Regions from separate parts of the Mus musculus genome. Here region 1 is linked to region 2. The links are chromatin contacts, called in public Hi-C maps. All regions are on one chromosome and are shown on one strand. Each heading gives the region's core, a stretch centred on a gene start, on an enhancer-like site or on the middle of the called end of the contact. The rest is flanking DNA. Distances are from core to core; before and after follow the strand shown.

Region 1 (5,790 bases), core at 1,792-4,291, 140 kb before region 2:
TGGCTTCTATAAGAATTAATAAACCGAGGCCTGGAAAGCCCTTAGAGAGTAACTTGGGGAGGTCACAAGTGTAGCCTGGCTAAGAAGTTGCATCGTGCTGGGCAGTGGTGGCGCACGCCTTTAATCCCAGCACTAAGGAGGCAGAGATAGGCGGATTTCTGAGTTGGAGGCCAGCCTGGTCTATAGAGTGAGTTCCAGGACAGCCAGGGCTACACAGAGAAACCCTGTCTCAAAAACCAAAAAAAAAAAAAAAAGTGCATTGTGCAGAAGGGATACCTGCCACAGACTGCACTTAGTACATGAGGAAAATGGGTGAGGGAAGCTGGGATGAGGTACAAGCATCCTTTGACTAAGGAGAGAACTTGGAAATGGGCCTGGCAGGATTTCATGCAAACATGATGTGCCTAGGTTCCATAGTCATTCCTCCAAGCTGTCCCATATGAGCCCCACAGGGACCAGTGTTCCAAGGAGTGACTAAGAAAAGGCTGAGGAGAGATAGATGTACAGCTCAGGAGGGACCTCCTACCTTCTGGCTCAGCATGATGCTGGGACCAGGGCCATCTGTTCCTGGCTCCAGCCAAGTCCCAGTCGGAAGGTTTGATCATTGAGGTCTTCAATACAGGCACTTGCCTGCCACATCCCAGCACCTGCCTTGAGTTAGCTGGGGGTCTCTAGGGGTTGTTGGCTGCATCCCTCGGGCTGACTGGGAGCCTTGGTTTCTGCATCACATGTCCTTGCACATCCGTGTCCCCTGTGCCCTCCTGTGTTCCATCTTTTCCCTCCCTCCAGTCTTATGAGAGGAGTCAGGGCTCACCCTCCCTCTGCCCTCCCCACTCAGGTTGGATCCATGCGGTTTATACGCCTGTGGACTCTCTGGTGTTCGGCGGGAACATCCTGCATAGCTTCAACGTGCCCATGCAGCTGCGGATCTACGAGATCGAGGACAGGACCCGGGTAAGAGGCACCTTCTTTCCCGGCCTTTCTCCGCGCTCTTCAGTTCCCTCCCACTCCTGCCCCTGGTCTCAGGTTGGGCCTTGGTTCTGTCTCTCCAGTAAGCTGTCAGACCATCCCCAAGAACCTGTCCCCAAATCTCTGGAGTTTCTGTTCAAGTTCAGGCGTAGGCAGACAGAATCCTCAGTGGAGAAGGTTCGGCATCCTGATTGTGCATGTCTGTAACCTCAGCACTTGGGAAGTAGAGGCAGGAGGATCAGAAGTTCAAAGCCAACCACGGCTACATAGGGTGGGACTAGTCTGAGATATGTTTCCTCAATAAAAAACAAAAAAACAAAATCAAAACCAACCCTTTATGGAGCCACTGTTTCTCTATCTGTACCTGAACAAGTGTCTGTGTTTGTGTATCTTGAGAGAACAGCAGGAAATGGGAACACCCGACCTTTCTCCTCTTTGCTAATCTAGAAAGAAAGTGTGTGGCACTTTCTGTTGTTCTGGTTGCTGTAGTTTGCAGGGCATAGGGAGGCTTTGCAAAAGGCCCAGGCTGGTCCAAGATCACATCTCTCCTAAGCGTTTCCTTGGGAAACTGAAGTCTGTTGGGGAGGAAGCTGGTATCCGGGTCTCTCGTCCTGTTTCTGAGCTCTGGGGCCACGGCTTCCCCGTGCCCATCCTCACTGCCAACTCAGGTCACGCTTTCTTGGCTAGGAAATCCCTCCCAAAATGAGGGTCGACGGTGCCTTTTGTTCTGGAGTTTTCCCTGAGTTATCTTTGATGGTTAGCTAGGGCTTGGCCACCCTCTTTCCAGTGCCGTGCCCTGACGCCATGTCGTCAGGCATGTGAGACAGGTTCAAGGGTGAGGAACTGAAGCCCTGGGATAAAAAGAGCTTATGGCATCATAGCTTTTTTTTTTCTTTGAATTTAGCTATAACTCACATGCTGTAAAAATTTGCCATTTGAGATGTACAATTCTGTTTTTTTTTATTATTTTTTTTAATTTTTTTTGAGACAGGGTTTTTTTCTGTGTATCCCTGGCTGTCTTGGAACTCACTCTGTAGACCAGGCTGGCCTTGAACTCAGAAATCCACCTGCCTCTGCCTCCCAAGTGCTGGGATCAAAGGCGTGCACCACCACTACCTGGTACTATTCTGTATTTTTAGTGTGTGGCCATTTAGTTCTAACACGTTTCACGTACCCCATCTACACACCAAGGAACCCCCATATCCATTAGCAGTCATTGTTCTTTTTCTCTTTCTCCAACTCCTGACAGCCCTGATAGAACCTCCAGGCTTAGTGAATTTGCCAGTTTGCTAAGAATGGAATCATTTAATATGTGACCTTTCATATCTGGATTCTTTCACTCAGCATGATGGTTCCAAGGTATATCCCTGGGTAGCCATAGCCAGCCCATCTCATAACTGAATAGAACTCTATGGCATGGACAAACCACATGTCATTTCTCCTGGAAATTTGCCTCAGATGAGGCTTTTTTAAAAATTTATTTTATATATGTGAGTAACACTGTAGCTGTCTTCAGACACACCAGAAGAGGGCATTAGATGCCCATTCCAGATGGTTGAGAGCTACCATATGGCTGCTGGGAATTGAACTCAGGACCTCTGGAAGAGCGGTCAGTGTTCTTAACTGCTGCCCCCAGAGGTAGCTTTTTGACCCTGAAGAAGTGTTGGCAAGCTTGGCCTCTGTAAAGAAATACCTCACACCGCTCTTGTCAGAATGTATCTTTCTGGTCTTGTCTTCAGCTCTCCGTTTTCACGGATTGATACACTGGAGTCTAACGATACACTGGAGTCTAAGCAGGAGGTGTTTAGGATGCCCAGGGCGTTTGTGCATTTAGGACTTGGGATACCCAGCTCTACATTGTCCTGGGCCAAGATCCTATGCAGACTTCCCATTTCATAGACTTCTTCCCCCTTCCCCTGGTCACCCATCTAAGAAGGTCCACAGGGGCCAGATCTGTAGCACGTGCAGGAGAAAAGTCACTAATTGGGCACAAATAGTCACTTTTCCGTCTGAGTCAAATGCGCTCTGGGCTCCAGCCAACTGTTCTTTGGTCAGCCCTGAAAACCAGCCCAGTTTGTGAGCAGCAGACCAGCAGGTGTGGATGGAAACCCAGCACTCTAGAGGAGAGGTCAGGCCCAGGCTTTCTAGGCAGTTCCTGAAAGCCAGAATCAGACTGGGACTTCTCAAGACTTTGGCAACTTGCTGGGTAGCTGTCCCCTCCCATGGGAATATGATTGTGTATCTAAGTGCATCTGCTCCTTCCCCCATCTACTCGCCCCCCCCCCCCCAACGTAGTCCATAATTCCCAGGAGAGGAGCCTAGCCCCCCCCCCCCAAACTGGTATCACTCAAGGCAGGAGTCATGGTAATAGACCCATAGACCCGCCCCCAACTCTCCCAGGGCATGGTGCTGTTTACACTGAAGTGTCTCACCCCTTCAAGATGCACATCAGTTCCCTCCCTGCAAGGGCCCTTGGTCCTTAGTCTCTAAGGGGGATCCTATCTGCCTTCTCTGAAGCAGGTTGTTGGCTGGAGGGCTTGGGAGGGATGGCTGGGAGGCAGGCAGCTGTGCTGAAGGCAACAGCAGGCATTTTAATCTGCTTTGATTTCTGGTCTTTGGAGAGGGGCTTGGCTGCAAGGCCCAGTTGTTTATGTCTTGGGAGCCAAAAGCAGACAAAGGGCCCTGGAGGGAGTCCTGGAAGTCCGATAAAAATGCCAGGACTCTCTGTCAGCCTGATACAGCTCAATTCTCCCCATCCCTATCAGCTCCTCTAAGAGAACTATGGGCATTTAAAAATAGTTTGTCCCAGAGCGTTCTGAGGCATGGGAACAAACGAAGGAGGTTGGCCAGAGAAAAGGCAGTGTATGAGTCCCTCACCCTGCTTGTGGGTTTGACTTTAGAAAAGGTATTTGCCTTTGTAGCTCTAGGTGGCGGCAAGATGGGCTATCTAGACCTAAAACCCCAAATGTCTCCCCCACATAGGAAATAGTTTCATTTTTTTCTGGGCCACAGGATAGGTGGCACTTACTCTCCAGAATCATGAGGGCCCCTCCCTTAGAAGGCAGGTTCAGGCCTCTGGGGAAACGGATAGAACACCAAATCTCCCGCTCTGAAGAAGAGTGTGATAGAGCGGGACCGGAATAAGCTGCCGCGAGCGTCACCACCACCATGACACCCTTTTAGCTCCACTTAGCTACCGAGTGTAGGAAGAATGGTCCAGATGATCACTCACTCGCTCATCAAACTGCTGTCTCACGCTTTATCTTTTCTTTCCTTAATGGCTCTAGTGAAATCAGCTTTCCCAGAAAAGGTAATGCCGGCAACCCCTTGCGTCCCCTCCCTTTGCAGCCAGTGACTCTGTTTGGAAACCTCGCCAACTATTTACCTCTCCCTTCCCCTCCCTCCCGCCATTGGACTTTTATTTTCCCCATTGATTTTTTTTTTTCCAGGAGAACAACAAAGTTTAAGATCCCTCCGCCCACCCTTGCATCTTAATTTTTTAAGACCTGGGCATTGCGGGAGCACGGGGTTCTGTCTCTTCAGCTTTTCCTCTAGAGGCTGTTTAACTCTTGGGTGACTCATGCCTCTGAGGAATGAATGACTTAGGCCAGGCAGGTGCCACTTAAATGGGCCTTTGGAACTCCAGTTGGACCCTTGAGACCCACTGTTGATGAACGACATGTACTCTAGGCTGGGCACAGGGCCTTCTTTGCAACTACCTTGTTCTTTGTGTTGGATGGAAGTTGGCTTAACAACTCCATTTGATGAGGCTCCAGGTTTGTCGCCAAATAATATTGAGCAATTGTGTGTTTAATGTTCCCAGGCTATGTGGCTGGAACCTTTTGAAGGCGAAGGGTAGAAAGCGACAACCTGTTTGTAAGTTTATTTTTTTTGCAAAAAATTTTTCCTGCAGTCCTCTCTTGGAAAAAAAAAAAAAAGAAAGAAAAGTAAATTACTCCCCCTGCCCCACCTAAAAACAAAAACCAAAAAACTAAACCAAGTCGAATTATTTCTTTTGTATTTGTCTTCACCCAATTAGTTTCCCTTGGGTTCAGCAACAAAGAGGGGAGATTTGCCTTCCTCTTCTGAAATAAATCCACCCCCCACCCCCCAACTAGAAGGATTCTCTGGTGTCACAGTGTCCATCACAGCACAGTGGCGTGGACAGTCTCAAATTTTTTTTTTTGGAAAGCAAAGAGTTGGAAGTGTGTTTGATACATCCCATCTACCGTTGGGAGGTGTGAACTCGGGGCTCTGGGTTCCTCCGCTTGCAATTTTAGGGATTGGCAATTTGTTTCAAAATCCTTTGACTCCTGACTCCGTCTCCGGAATAGGGACAGGGCTGAGCCCCTCCCCTCAAACCTTTCATCCTAGGAAGTCAAGGTCTACCTCAATCTCAAGAGCCCCCTCCCCCCGTGTAAACCCAGGGGGCCACTGATCAGTCACCCTGAAACCGGGCTTCTCAGAAAGTAGCTGGAGCCAAGGAAAACGCTAGCATATGCCCCCTCCTCCGTGCATTCCCCCAAGGAGCTGAAAAGCATGCTGCGACCATGATCTCATTCCTCAACACCCCATCCACCACTGCAGGGAAATGAAACAGCAGGAGGAGGCGGAACCTGTGGGGAAAAGGGGTCGAGAGCCAAGAGGTTAGCTGAGGTACCTGAGGTGGGGAGGTCTTTTCCAGCTGGGCGCTTAGAGAATACAGGGAAACCACATTTAAGGTCGCCCAGGAATCTGGTGGGTTCATATTTGATGTTGCTGAAAAGGTGCCAGGGAAATGTAATGCTGTCAGCATAGAAGGGGTACCTGAGGCTAGGGGGT
Region 2 (5,801 bases), core at 1,913-4,412:
TCTTGGAAATTGAGAACATAAGGCATGGCCTATGCCATTTAGAGACTTGTGAAATGGTTAAATACAATCCACAGGTTAAGTAAACTGAAGGCAACACACAGTAGTATTTAATGACGAATTGCAAAATGGGTGTTTTCAGAGGTGCTGGCCCAGTAAGGCTGGTTGGACTTCCATAAACCAGGGAGGTTGGGGGAGACTGTCTTGATGTTCAGGGGACAACTGGCATGTGAGGAGAGAAAAAAATGACCAGAAATAGGAATCTACAAACCAGACAGTGGTGGCTCACACCTTTAATCCCAGCACTTGGGAGGCAGAGGCAGGCGGATTTCTGAGTTCGAGGCCAGCCTGGTTTACAGAGTGAGTTCCAAGAGAGCCAGGGCTACACAGAGAAACCCTGTCTCAAAAAAACAAAAACAAAACCAAAACCAAACAAAATAGGAATCTTCAGAACGCTTCTGAAATCTGTTTGTTTATTTGTTTTAATAATGATAAAATAGCAACTGTACATAGTGGGTTGCGTTTTGTTGTTTTGTTTTGTTTTAAACAATGCAGAAAATAGAGAAAAGTAAATTATTAGTCCTTTCCTTTCTGTCTTCTTGGCATTGGAGAGCTGAAGCAAACATTTTAGAGGCAGCAAGGGAAGCCATTGCCTTTACTAGACATTCCCCCAGAGGGGCCTGCGGTTGGGGCAGCCTCAGAGAAAGCAGTCCCTAAATAGCTGCAGCTGTAGCTAGAGGCCTGCCCATGACGAACTGCGTGCAGATGACTTTCTGCTACCGATGCTTGCATGTTTGTGATTGTTAATGGGATATTAATGTTTAGTCTGTCATTAGTCAACAGGCAGAGCTCGCCCTGCAGGAGGCAATTAGGATTGCCCAGGAGTCCAACGATCACGTGTGTCTGCAGCACTGTTTGGTGAGGCCGTCCTCTGGTCTTGGGATTTTGCTCAGGGGTTGAGTTGGCCTCCCGAAGGCCCAGTTTCAATCAGGTGGTTTTGCAGTGGGATCAAAGGTCCTTAGCAGTGAGGGTAAATTATGTAGGTGGACACAAGGACTCACAGGGAGCCCCACAGTCATATAGTTTTCTTAATTTGTGGCATTTGTTCTGCTTGGAGCACTTTGTATCTCTCCAGCATGACATTGACGTTGGCATGCGTGAGATGATGTACTTTCCTGGGAACTGGGTGAGATACTGGTGTAGCAAACAGTTACCAAGTATAGAGAGGGTGGAGAGGCACTCAATCACCCGTGACTCTCAGCTCAGTTCAATGCCGGACGGGGGCTTTATGCTTCCTTCTGACATGTCTACCACTCAGGGCTGTCAGAGAATGCCGACCAATTGCTTGTTTATCTCAGTCTGGCTTCGATAAAGCTTTTAATATGCCTAACGGGTTTCATAGCACAGTATTGTAGAGGGTTTATCTTGTCCCTTTAAAATGCTTCCTTATGTCCACATTGCTATTTCACTGGAGATCCGCCATTGCCATTGTTATGACGCCTTTGATGGTTCTCTTGCCAGAGCTGGCTTTATGTGCTGGGGCAGAAGAGAGCCGATAGCTATGTTCTGCTGGAGCACTCTGTGAAGAAAGCAGTACATTTTGGGTTACCGGTAAGGCTCATCTTTCTGTGAGATTGTTACAATTAGTGGTGTTGAGCCGTTGTCTCTTCTTCTGCCCACCTTTGTCATGAACCGGCGAGACTTAGAGTGGGTATTCCTACGTGTGGTCTCGTTGTTGGTTGTTTTCTGACTTTAATTATTAATCACACCACTAAATTCTGTTGGGTAGGTTTCTCTCTATTCCCTTTGTCCTAATAACATCTGTGAGAGCTCCACTTATCGACTTGATAAGAGATCTTTGTTTAATTTATTGAGCAACACTTAGTACATTTGCACTTAGGCAATTTGTAGAAATGGGCTTTTTTCTTCTTTTCTAGTACTGGGGATAGAACTCAGCACCTCATACACGCTAGGCAAGTGCTGTGCCACTGAGCTACATCTCCAGCCCTGGGAACGCTGAAGTTAAACCAGGGGTTGGCAAACTACAGCTTGTGTATTAAGTCTGGTGCTCTGTTCGTCTGCATACAGCTGTTGAGCCAAAAAACATTTACATGTTTAGATGGACGGAGCCGGAGAACAGCCACAACTGAGCAGAGACCAGTGTGGCCTGCAACATGAAATCTGCTCTCACCCTTGCTAAAAAGTTTGCTGACCCTTGTTTTAACTCGTAAGCCTGACGGGAAGACCTGTTCCTCTCATTCTGCATGACAGGAAGAGGCTGAGTTGTTACTTCAGTGACACAGAAGCCGTGCTAAGGGCGTGGTCCGTGTGCAGAAAGTAGGACTGGCTTTGGGGTGTAGACTGCTATTGGAAGAACATTATTCTGTCTCAGCCTCTGCTGAATCCGTGACCATAGACCATAAGATCTCTTCCGCCCATTCTCTGGAAGTTTGCAGCAAGATTGAGAACAACTTACAGTAATGTTTGTTCAGTCTGTGCATTACCTGTGTGCTTTCTTCTGGGAAAGGAAAGAAACACATGGACTGAATTGAAGTGGCTCTTTATAGACTGATAAAGATACTCTAGCTGTGGATTTAAACGGCTTGTTTAGATGGGCTTCTTACCCTCGAGGAGAATCCCAGACAGAAGCTAAGAAGAGAACTTGTTGCTCATGACAGGCGTCCTTCCCTTTATGTCCTGTTACCTAATATGCAAGCACTGTTTGCTCTATTATCTCATTGTAATCCTTACCACGGTTCTCTATGATAGGTTTGATGCCCATTTTACAGATGAGGAAGCTGAGGCTTAGCTAAGAAGCTAAGTGACTGGCCCTAAGTCACACAGTAAGTAGCAGAGGCAGTGTCTAAGTCCAGGTTACCTAATGCTGAAGGTCTGGCTCTTTGCCATGTACCCTCTGCTTCTCTTTCAGCCCTAGCGTTTCAGGAACATAGCTCTCATGGGTCAGGGCTGAGGTCAGGTCATAGGTTCTTTAAGTAGAGCTGTCACTGTGCATGTGCTGAAATGTGAAATCCACCACATTTCTGAAGAGCAAAACAAATTCTGTCATGTAATCTCTATCTTGGGTCGTGGGTATATCTGTCCCCTTAGTACCTCGCCTCCCTGGGAATACAGTCCCTTGTTCAACAGAGAGCTTTTGCTGGGAAGACGGCCAACAAACTGATGGATGCCCTAAAGGACTCTGACCTCCTGCACTGGAAACACAGCCTGTCAGAACTTATCGATATCAGCATTGCACAGAAAACGGCCATCTGGAGGCTGTACGGCCGCAGGTAGGTCTCCAGGCAGCCTGCCAGAGCCACGGAGGTGTGGAGCCTTTAGAGAGAAGCAGGCGCTATGGAAATGGTCACCGAGGGGTTAGAGAAAACGCTTCACCATCTGGAGACATTTTGTAGTCTGCATGAACTTGAGCAGAGTCTTCCCCATGTTCACAGTTCACTGTCCCCGGCTGCTCTGTGTTTAACCAACCGCTGGGTGATCTCTCCTCTGGTTCGCACATTTCCTCTCTAGCTCATGGGTATACTTGAGCAGTGACCAGCTGGCACTCACACCTCAATCACCTGACCCTGAGCTAAGAGCCCCCCTTCCTGTTCGCATGCTGCATGGCCTCCTTGTGCAAGTCCAGTGCCCCTCCCCACAGCTGCTTGTGTAGACGAGGTTGCTTCTCTGGACAGCTGCAGCCACTGTCTGTTTTCCACTCAGCCACCTGCAGTTTGGAAGTAAACTTCTGAACTAGACTTTCCCTTGGAGCCCAGTCTTAATCTCACACATCCCCTAGACAACCTGCTGTTTCTAGGAATTCCGTAATGAAGGGAGCGCCTCTTTACCAGTCTTGTTTTTGTATTTCAGATAATTTTTTGGCACGGTGTGCTCTGAAACAGCTGCCGACACTGGCCACTGCCTGCATTGCCAGAGCAGCCGGTGCCAGGATGGCATCGGGTCTGAATTTACCCGTGAAACCTAATTAGCATCCTGTGACCTCAGGGAACATCGAGGGTGGGGAGGTGGGGGTGGGGATCTGGGTGCCAAGTGCTCCCAGCTATGTTGACCTTCTCTACATTTCCTTGGGGCCTCCTCGGCCTGAGGGCTGGAGAGCTGGCATGGGGAGGAGTTGCTTCCACACATCCAGAGCCGCAAGGGTTAATTTTCTTGCCTCTCCACTGAGGATAACTGTAGGGCATGGCTCAGGGGCAGCCTGGGTCTGCTGCCTTTATAAAGGGGGACCTGTCCCCTCCTCTCCTCACCCAGCACCATGGCACTGCAACAAGCCCAGATGTTGCTGAGCATGAACAGCCTGGAGTCGCTGAATGCGGGTGTGCAGCAGAACAATACTGAGTCCTTTGCCGTCGCTCTCTGCCATCTTGCAGAGCTCCATGCAGAACAGGTAGGTCGGTTGTGTTAGTGTGTGCTCTGTTGCTATGGCAGCACTGCGGAGGAAAGCAGCTTGGAAGGAAGCCCATGCTCCATGGTCTCTACCGAGGCCTGCGCTCTCGTTGGCCCATCATGGCCACACCTTCAGGGTGGAGCATGGGGGCCTGAAGTGCTTCTGGGGCACTGGGGCTCTGCTATTTCCTTCCTCGTGCTTGAGAGAAGCACTGGGTATGTCTCAGTGGGCCTGGTTGGTGTAGGTTGCTGAAGAATGAAATCCCCCATGGAGATAGTTTGAATATGCCACATTTGTCAAACACTGGGTGTTTTGACATCGGTGAAGGGAACATGAGCTTGACTACTGGTTTTCAAGAAGCGGAATAGGTTGGGTATGGTGGTGCACCCGAGGACAGCCTGGTCTACATAGTGAGGTCCCAGACAGCCAGGGCTATCCTGGCTGGAGAGACCCTGTCACAAAAACAAAAACCAAATGGTAAACTAAAGGAGATGGAAACTTAATGCAGCAGAGATGTTTGTGTGTGTGTGGAGAGGAGAGTTGGCTAATCCAGGCAGCACAGTGATAACAAACGTTCTCTTGGCTCTGAGCCAGGCCCGCCTGCGCTGGATGCTTTGTGTGTGTTAGCTTGCTGAATCCTTTGTAGCCTCATGAGCTCAGTGGGTTTTATTCCTGCTCCATAGAATAAGAATCTGGCTGGGCGTGGTGGCGCACACCTTTAGTCCCAGCACTTGGGAGACAGAGGCAGGCGGATTTCTGAGTTCAAGGCCAGCCTGGTCTACAGAGTGAGTTTATGGACAGCCAGGGGTATACCCTGTCTTGAAAAACAACAACAACAAAACAACAAAAAGAAAAAAAGATTCTGAGGTCCAGGGGATTTAAGTGTCTATCTACCAGTACACGTCAGTTCTGTTTCCAGCCCAAAGGACAGTGAGGATTGGACGTGACCCTGACTTTTGTCCACATAATTATACACAGTTCTCTTCATAGGAAGCTAAAGTCCTGATGCTGCCTCAGAGACCCCTTAGCTCAAAGGTCTCCTGGAAGAGTTATGGGGACTCTGAGTCTTCTTCTCACAGAACAAGCTGCGGGTTAGGCCAGTCTCCTTCCTCCCAGTATCTCTCCTCACTCTTGTGGTCTCCATCATTGTTAGGTGTAGACCCCATCTATACAGTAAAGATCTCTCTGACTAATACAGGAAGGTTGGACTCTGATGGGACCTGTGTGTCCCCATTGGCTGCTGTCGTCCTATGCTCGCTCCCTGAGGTGTTTGTTCCTCTTATCTTTTCCCAGGGCAAAGGGCAAACCATCTGTATTTACTCTCTGCTGTCTTCTAGGAATCTCATGTTACTCTTTTGTTTGTTTGTTTGATTCCTCCTTCTTGGCACTGGAGCTTCAAGTG

What was found. A called contact is a pair of places that touch in the nucleus more often than the background predicts.
Region 1: a contact with region 2 is called in a Hi-C map of liver, with 3 times the contacts expected there. The contact joins two enhancer-like sites. A contact is called at or near these places in 1 of 484 Hi-C or Micro-C datasets (liver), 2 of 115 datasets of contacts at active chromatin or transcription factors (embryonic stem cells and extraembryonic endoderm stem cells) and 3 of 9 other capture datasets (adipose tissue, embryonic stem cells and pancreatic islet).

Annotation. Positions count from the first base shown.
Region 1 is chr5:122,936,117-122,941,906 of GRCm38.p6, reverse strand. It overlaps Kdm2b (lysine (K)-specific demethylase 2B), which reads left to right. Exons shown (of 23, transcript NM_001003953.2): 9 at 839-954. It overlaps Gm33118 (a long non-coding RNA gene), which reads right to left and starts at 248. Exons shown (of 4, transcript XR_003955795.1): 1 at 1-248. Within about 2 kb of position 3,041, at least 8 of the 459 cell types and tissues checked have an H3K27ac peak or open chromatin away from gene starts, as enhancers often do. A contact at or near this core is called in liver, where this site is marked.
Region 2 is chr5:122,797,937-122,803,737 of GRCm38.p6, reverse strand. Anapc5 (anaphase-promoting complex subunit 5) reads left to right here. Exons shown (of 17, transcript NM_021505.3): 8 at 834-915; 9 at 1,519-1,608; 10 at 3,106-3,287; 11 at 4,264-4,399. Among named protein-coding and RNA genes, the nearest start is that of Anapc5, 21 kb to the left of the region's middle. Within about 2 kb of position 3,162, at least 80 of the 459 cell types and tissues checked have an H3K27ac peak or open chromatin away from gene starts, as enhancers often do. A contact at or near this core is called in liver, where this site is marked.